2 separate regions of the Mus musculus genome follow, and region 1 is linked to region 2. Evidence: chromatin contacts called from public promoter capture Hi-C data. All regions are on one chromosome and are shown on one strand. The core of a region is the stretch at or near the end of the contact, and the rest is flanking DNA. Distances in the headings are between cores, read along the strand shown.

Evidence for each region. Promoter capture Hi-C pulls out the DNA fragments that hold promoters and counts their contacts.
Region 1: a contact with region 2 is called in a promoter capture Hi-C map of cranial neural crest. The contact joins the promoter of Timmdc1 here to the promoter of Ccdc14 in region 2. A contact is called at or near these places in 1 of 39 promoter capture datasets (cranial neural crest) and 1 of 9 other capture datasets (liver).

Annotation. Positions count from the first base shown.
Region 1 is chr16:38,521,077-38,525,043 of GRCm38.p6, forward strand. It overlaps Timmdc1 (translocase of inner mitochondrial membrane domain containing 1), which reads right to left and starts at 1,587. Exons shown (of 7, transcript NM_024273.2): 1 at 1,265-1,587. The coding sequence starts at 1,458.
Region 2 is chr16:34,688,849-34,693,341 of GRCm38.p6, forward strand. Ccdc14 (coiled-coil domain containing 14) reads left to right here and starts at 1,768. Exons shown (of 13, transcript NM_172824.3): 1 at 1,768-1,983. The coding sequence starts at 1,810. Gm35150 (a long non-coding RNA gene) reads right to left here and starts at 1,858. Exons shown (of 4, transcript XR_876043.1): 1 at 1,790-1,858.

The DNA.
Region 1 (3,967 bases), core at 337-2,836, 3.8 Mb after region 2:
GCAATGGCTCAGCAGTTACCAGCATTAGGGCTTGGATTCCATTCCCACGAGGTAGCTCTCATGGTTATCAGGAAGGCACACAGACATGCACACAGACATACACACAGGCAAGACACTCATACACATAAAATAAAAATAATTTTTAAAAAGAGATGCTGAAACTAATAGAATTATTAAATACAAGTCTGCCAGCTCCCTTGTCCAAATTTATTTATAATCACTTGATAACAGTGTAGTATGGTAAACTACTTCATGAAAAGAGATACTTTCACCATTGATTAATAAATGAATAACGTTAAATAAATATCAGGTGAAAGTAATGCAGGATTAATCATTTACTCCTCACATAGTTTATTTTAGTATCTTCTGCAAAGGGAGATGGAGCTGGGCGTGTAACATCTGTGGCAGATGACCAACCCCCATCAGGGAAAAAAAAAAAAAAAAAAAAGAGAGGCTCGGCCCAGAATCCCAGAAGACCCGGCTGTAATCCCAAAATCTGGGAGGTTGAGAATGGATTGTAGCTTTGAGTTTCAGGCCAGCTTGGTCTACAAGCACAGCAAAACTCTTGTCTCAAAAAGGAGAGTTGGGGGACTAGAGGGATGGCTTGGCAGCTAAGATCGTGTACTAGTTTTACAAAGGATCCGGGTTCAGTTCTTAGAACCCCTGTAACTGTGACTCCAGGTAACTCCAGATCCAGGAGAATCTGACACCTCTGGCTGAGGGCATGTGCACTCTACTGCCCATACCCAAATACCGACCCCCACATACAAGTAGTTCTTAACAATGGAGGTGGGAACAAGGGGGCAGAGCTGCTGGAAGGTGCGGAGAGGAGGAGGAGGAGAACAGTTGTCACTGTTTTTTTTTTTTTTCTTGTGCAAAATAATAATGATAAATTAACAATTCTCTCTGTCCTTCCAGCTTCTGGAGTATATAAAGCCATTACTGACAAAGAAAAATCAAACGAAATACGAAAAAACAATATTAGTGTAGACTTCACAATATAGTTCCCAGTGATACTACATGACAATAATCGAATGAATCCAATTTTTCTAATATGTAAAGTTAGGGTACTGGTTTCACGAGAACGATACTGTCTTAAGAGTGTGACTCTGAGTGAATCCGACTCAGAAGGCTGCATGTCAACCAGGTCGGACACTATCCGGGCAGAGAGAACTTTCAGCGTCGCAGGGACCGCGCGCTGGAGCTCGCCCGGGCTGCGGCCGTCCCCCGAGCATCCCTCCCCACACACCCGAGACATTTTTACTCTTTGGCAAACAGCTGCCGGAGGCGGTCCCATCCGGATTCCAGGGAACCGGGGTCTGAGACACCTGAACGCTGCTCCCGATCCTCCACAAAGCCTGGGGAATCCGCAGCCACCGCACCGGCAGCAAAGACTCGGGGGAAAGGACCCCAGGCTCCGCAAAGGCGGCTGCGGGGAGCGGGCGGCGGCGCGCCCATGGCGCCCTCCTACCCGCAGAGAGACAGACACCCCAGGGTCGGCGGGCACCGTGGGAGAGGGTGACCTGTACAGCCCACTAGCGGCACGTTGGGGGACACTGAACCTCACATCCGGTCCCCAGCCGGCTCACTTCCGGAAGCTCTCGGAAAGGAGACCGGAAGCCCCGCCCCTAGTCGCGCAAAGGCGGGGTGAGGGCGGGGCTCGGGACGTAGAAACTGGAACTGAGAGCTCTTTCGGTAGCGCAGGGTTAGGGATCAGTCGAGCCCCGGAAGTGAGTTGGCGGCCGTTTCGTTTCATCTCAGTGATGTCCTTTGGCGTTTGCGCCCCGTAACTCTGGTCTTCTGGACCTGCTCAGCTTGAAGTGCTCAGGGGCTTAAGTGAGATGGCTCATGTAAGATGCAGAAGGCCACGCAGAAGGGGACAGTACTTTAATCACTGCAAGCGCAGTGGGGAAAGAGGTAGGCGATGCGCTTCTAGGCCACGCCCTGGCGGGCCGGAGGAGCTTCCTGGGCGGAGCAGAGTCTAACCTTAGGGCGCACCCGAAAAGGTCCAAGATTTAAAAACTATTTTTGAAATATCAGCTGTGGGCATTTTTTTCCCCATAACGTGGGCTCCACTACAAGTATCCGTATGCTTACTGCTCCGAGAAGGCAAAAGATCTAGAATTATCATTTAATAACTGAAACTATTATTTCCTGTTTCTTTCAACACAAGACAAAACCAAAAAACTTGTTTACCAAGGTAAAAATATTCCCAATCATTTTGTGTAATTTAGTTATTGGTCGTTACCACAAATCTCATAGTCTTTGCAAACCCTTTCACCTACTATTTTTCTTTTCTAGTTAAAGTACCACAATGAATATACAGCTTGGTGGTGCTCTACAGTCACTTCCACGGAGTACCTAAATAAGTGATTGATTACAAACTTTCATGAGGATATAGTAATAGGATTTGGGAGTTGACTGTGGGACATCTCTACAGATGAGGTTCAGGAAAGTGCCGTGAATGAAGCCCCCATTAGCATTTACTGCAGTGGTATAATTGCCTATTTGCTGATCTCTATCAAGAGGACTGAAGCTGTGCTTTCATCTCTGGATTTGGACTTAGGAATCACCAATCAGTCTATACCATGAAGTAGATGTTAAGTAATTATCTTCTTTGGAGGGAAGGAGGGTCCAAGATAGGGTTTCTCTTGTGTAGCCCTGGCTGTCACATAATTAGCTCTGAAGACCAGGCAGGCCTCCATCTCAGTGATCCACTTGCCTGAAGTAATTAAATGTTGAGTGAATTATTCAGACCCCAATTCCTAGCTCTAGCTTGATGCCTGCTTGGTCTATTTTTCAGAGGTGGTCACTGGGATTAGGGTCCCAGGGCCTGAAAGCCCAACAAAATGAATGTGTTGACTGTCTAGCTTAGCTGTGAGAAGAGCTGAGTGCATTTCTTTGACACATTTGAGGTCCCGGAAATGATCCTTTGCACTTGAACTTTCTAGAATCAGGGTCGACATGAATGAGGACAGGGCAAAGATTGGGCAAACACTAACAAAATCATTTACCTATGGGGATTGGAGAGATGGCTCAGTGGTTAAGAGCACTGGCTGCTCTTCTGAGAGATCTTGAGTTCAATTCCCAGCAACTATATGGTGGCTCACAACCATCTGTAATGGAATCTGATCTTCCCTTCTGATGTGCATGAAGACAGGGTGCTCAAATACATAAAATAAAATGTTAAAAACCATTACATATAGCTCAGATGTCCCCAGGATCCAACATCCTGTAGAGACAAACAAGGTCTTCCTTAGTACCAGATAGATTTCACAAACTCTTCAGCTCCCTTTTCCATTTAGGTGGTCCTGGAAAATGCTCCTATGCCAGGCGAGTGTCCTACCACTCACCTACATCCTAGCCCCAAAGACTCAAAAGCTGCCTTTGGTACCTAGTACCGAGAATTTCCCTAGGCCCTTGGTGATGGTCCATCTCACCGCTCTACCTTAACTCTCTCTCTTACTCAGCCTCCCACATTCTCGAAGCTACCAGACCTTACCTTCCTTTACCAGCAGAGAAACACTCCGCCTCTTCTGTTCTCTGATTTTTGTTTTGTTTTGTTTTTTGTTTTTCGAGACAGGGTTTCTCTGTGTAGTCTTGGCTGTCCTGGAACTTACTCTGTAGACTAGGCTGGCCTTGAACTCAGAAATCCACCTGACTCTGCCTCCCAAGTACTGGGAATAAAGGCATATGCCACCACCGCCCAGCTCTGTTCTCTGATCTTGAAGGGTCTCAAAGCAATACTGTCAGTCAAAATGTAGTCAAAATACCCTCTAACATACACAGCTCTCTCATCCTCAGGACATGGACTTGCTAACAGGAACCATTAGTGAAGGGTTTCAATCATCTCTGTCTAGAACCAACGCTTATCCCTCAGCCCAGCTGAGTTCTGCTCATCAAACCCAACCACTTTTTCCACCCACAGTCACTTTTCTCTTGGGTCAATGGGTTCTCTTTTCCAGGC
Region 2 (4,493 bases), core at 518-3,017:
AGCCAGGGGAAGCAAGCTAGTAAAGAACATCCCTCCATGGCCTCTGCATCAGCTCCTGCTTCCTGACCTGCTTGAGTTCCAGTCCTGACTTCCTTGGTGATGAACAGCAGTATGGAAGTGTAAGCTGAATAAACTCTTTCCTCCCCAACTACTTCTTGGTCATGATGTTTGTGCAGGAATAGAAACCCTGACTAAGACAGAGCTACTAAAAATAAATTGCAAAACCTTCACCTCATCATTTTAAGTAAGATTTAAGATTTGTTTTAGGTGGCATTCATAAGTATCCTGGGGAACATGCTGCCTTGTGGCCAACACAACTAATACTAAAATCCCTCCACTTGGAGTGTTTACTATACAGATGGGAAGATTTTACTTGTGGAATATGTATATGTGTATATATATGCATATAATTTTATTTATATAATGTATATATTTTTATTTTATTTATTTTTAAATTCTTACATGTATAGATGTTTTCCTTGTGTGTATGTCTGTGTACTACATGCTGGGGACCAGAGGCCAGAAAAGCGCACTGGATTCCCTGGAACTGAAGTTGTAGACAGCTGTGAGCTGATGCTAGGAATTGAACTCAGATCCTCTGCAGTTGTATCTAGTGCTCTTAACTTATGTGCTACCTATTCAGCTACATTTTAACTAATTTTTTTAAAAAGAATTATTTATTTATTTTATATATGTGAGTACACTGTAGCTGTTCAGACACACCAGAAGAGGGCATCAGATCCTATTACAGATGGTTGTGAGCCATCATGTGATTGCAGGGAATTGAACTCAGAATGTCTGGAAGAGCAGTCAGTGCTCTTAACCACTAAGCCATCTCTCCAGCCCCATTTAAATTCATTTTTTAAAAAAGGTTTATTTAAGTAGGGTGTGATAGCATACACCTTTAGCACCAGCATTAGGTAGGCAAAAACAGGAGGGTCTTTGTGAATTTCAGACCAGTATGGTCTACATTGTAAGTTTCAGGCCAAGCAAAATTATGCGCGCGCGCGTGTGTATACATATATATCCTTCTTTAAAATGTCGTATGCATATGTGAGTACCACTTGTACAACTGGTGCCTGAGGAGGCAGAAGAGAGTACTAGATCTTCTGAAATTGGAGTCACATGGTTGTGACCCACTACCTGTGGGTATCCAACCTGAGTTCTTTGCAAGGGCAAGAGTTGCTCTTATCCACTAAGTCTCTACAGGTCCCAGGGTTTTAAAATCAACACAACCCTTTTTTTTTTTTTTTTTTTTTTTAACAAAGGTAGCCATCTTACCATAGAAAGAAGAGTCAACCGGGTTAATTTCTCTCCAACTTGATTTAAAACAATCCCAAATATAGTGTCTCAAACACCATTCTCTATTTAGTGCAGCTATCAGTGGTAAAAAATACTGCCATCCTTTATCAACAGCAATTATCTCGATAGAAAAAGTAGACAGCCAAACCATTGAACACTGTTCAGGTTAGATTTCTATTGACTCTCAAGAACAAATACACTTAAAACAGTACACAAAGCTTCTGAAATCCAGCGGTAGTCCTTTACCCAATGGGCTAGCAGGCCCTGGTTCCCACTTCAACCAGTTTGAAGAATGCTGCAAAGCCAACGAGTTCCTCGCCCCGCCCCTCCCGCAAGGCCCCGCCCACATCAGGCCCCGCCCCCGCGTCCGCCCCGCCCCCCGGGCCGTCTGTTGGCCTCTCCCACTCTCCGCCTGGGCGTGGCAAGCTGGAGCACGCGGAGTCTGTTGCGCACGCCCAGGGCTCCAGGTTCCGACCCGAAGGAAAACCTTTTAGCGCCAAGGAGGCTATGAGTCCCGGCGGTCCGCGGCCTTCTTCCCGGAAGCGGAAGCTCAGGGGGCGGGACAAGGGAGGTCCGGACATCTCGGCGGTTAATTCTTTTTTTCTCAAGTATTCGTTTCCCTACGCCTGGGCTCTTCTGAGGCTGAGAGAAATGGTCAGGTCCGGATCTCGACCGGGCCAGGTGAGGGCTGCGGACCTGATGAGTCCACTGTGGGGTGGCGAGAGGCGAGGGGGATTTAGGAAGGTGCTAGAAAAAAAATAGTAACTGCGGCGCGCCCGAAGTGGTGAGGACGTCCCTAGATGAATGCTTTATTCAGGGCGGCCGTGCCAGTCTTCCAGAGCGCAGTTTGGTGTCAGACCCCGGGTTCGAAGCCCAGCCTTTATCACCAGTGCAGTGACCTCCTTCCCGCTCTGTGCTTTGCAGTTGTTTCCAATATTACGTAGTTATCCAGCAATTGTGCCTCTACAAAGCCAGTAATTTGCCCGACTTGGTCATTTGTCCGACTGCCTAATAACATCTCTATCAGAGAAGTTCTTAGGATCTTAGCTTGAGTTAATCCTCTCCCCGGATTCAGCTTCTCGGTGCTTCTCTTAACTGATCTTCTGTCTCTGTTGTTGGAGTCTCCCAGTAAGTGGCTGTACCCGCCCTCCGTTCTCAAACGCGTGACTCTTGATGTTCTCTAGTAACTGCTCCAAGTACGACAGGGAAACCCATTTTCAAGATACACATTTGGCTTGGAACAGAGCCATTTTGGATCCTTTGCAGTTCCCGCCCCATCCAATCAGGTCCAATAGAGCTAAACTAGTTTTAGCCCTGCTGTGCCCTGGGCGTTCTGACCTTTCGTGCTCCCACGTCTTTTCAAATTATGGTGGGCCTGTTAATTCTATTTTCCTTCTAGCCCTCATGTCAAGAACCGTCTCTAGAATATTTTTCCAACACCATCACATCTCCGCTAGTTGGGCGTGCTTCAGGCCACCTTCCGCATCTTGCAATCTTCCACAAATCACTTCATGTTGGACCTGGTGCTAGTCTACTACTAGAATATTTCATCTCTGTCTTGGAGATTTAGAAAGCACTTGGCATATAGTAGACTTGGGGTTTTACTTTGTTTCCCACCATTTAACAACATACCTATAATGTTGTCTTTCTTGCTAATGTATATTTTGCACTCCCCCCTCCCCCCCAAAAAAAAAACCCTGTCTTGAGACTTCCTTTTTTGAATGGTTGCATGTTGTCAATATGTCTAGGGAAATATGCTGTAGTCATCAAAGAAATGGAAGTTAAAATATTTTCTATCACAAAATAAGTATTGGTGATGGTGTTGAGAAATTGGTACTCTTGTATAGTCCTGGTGAGAATATAACTAGTATAGCTTCCTCAGAAAATAAGCCGAGCACGACAGTGCACAAGTGTAGCCCTAGTATTTGGGAACCCGAGGCAGGAGGATCATGAGCTCAAGGCCAACTTGAATAACAGTGAGATCCAGTCTCAAAAAAACCCAAACCACTTAAAGTAGAGCTAAGGTGACCCAGCCAGCTTCATTACTGGTACTTATTCAAAAGAGCTGAAATCAAGATTTTAAAGAGCTGTTTGCGATTCCTTGCATTGTTGCATTCGTCGCAACAGCTAAGACATAGAAACAACCTAAATATCTCTGAGTGAGTGGGTAAAGAAATTACGGTCACATACATCTAATGGAATATTACTCAGCCTTAAGGGAGGTCTGCCGTATGCAGTAGCAGTGTGTGTGATGTGTGAGACTGACTTAGTGGACTCAGCTGTTCCTAGAGGACAGCTGCTGCTTGCTTTCCCATACGTGTGTCTGAGGTAGCCCAATTCAGAAGCAGAGCCGTGGCTATAGAGAGCATGGGGTTGCTACTCAATAGGTATAAGTTTTAAGTGTACGAAATCTAGGAGTCAGTGAGATATATTGTACCTGTAGGTAATACTTTATTTTGTTAAGATAGAGGAGATGTTAAATATTTTTGTGACATTCTCTATTTAAAAAAAAAAGATCTAACAAAGCTCTGGAATTTGGTTAAAAATGTTAAAGTATCCAACTAGAAGGAGCTCCCTTCCTGATTGACTCTGAAACAATTTGAGCATCATATTCTTTTAAAAAAGATTTATTTATTTTTATGTGCATTGGTATTCTGCCTGCATTTCTGTGCAAGGGTGCCAGATCGTCTGGAACTGGGGTTGTAGACAGCTGTGAGCTTAGCTTCTGTGTGGGTGCTGGGATTGAACTCAGGTCCTCTGGAAGAGCAGCCAGTGCTCTAGCTGCTGAGTCATCTCTCCAGCCCAAGCATTCAATTTTTTTAAAACAAAAATTTAATAAACATTATTATTAAGGAACTCATTAAGAGAAAACATCACAAATGAAAATCACTCAGATACAAAGAACTGGGTCTGTAGAACTCAGTGAACTTTTGTCCAGGTAGAGTAGCCATTCTGAAGCTGTGGTGCTCCACCCTGGATGTCGTACTGTCACTATTGAGTGTGTACTAATGTACTTCTCCATTACAATTAGAACAATTACCTTTCTATCCTCTTTTGTCTCTCATGTTCATCACCTGCACTCACTCCTTCCTCATCCCCTAATGTTTATTCTTTTGATCCTCTTTGTATAGTGTATCCACCTGTCTATTTGTTTACATATGAGCATCACTATTAGTAATGAGTCATAGTCT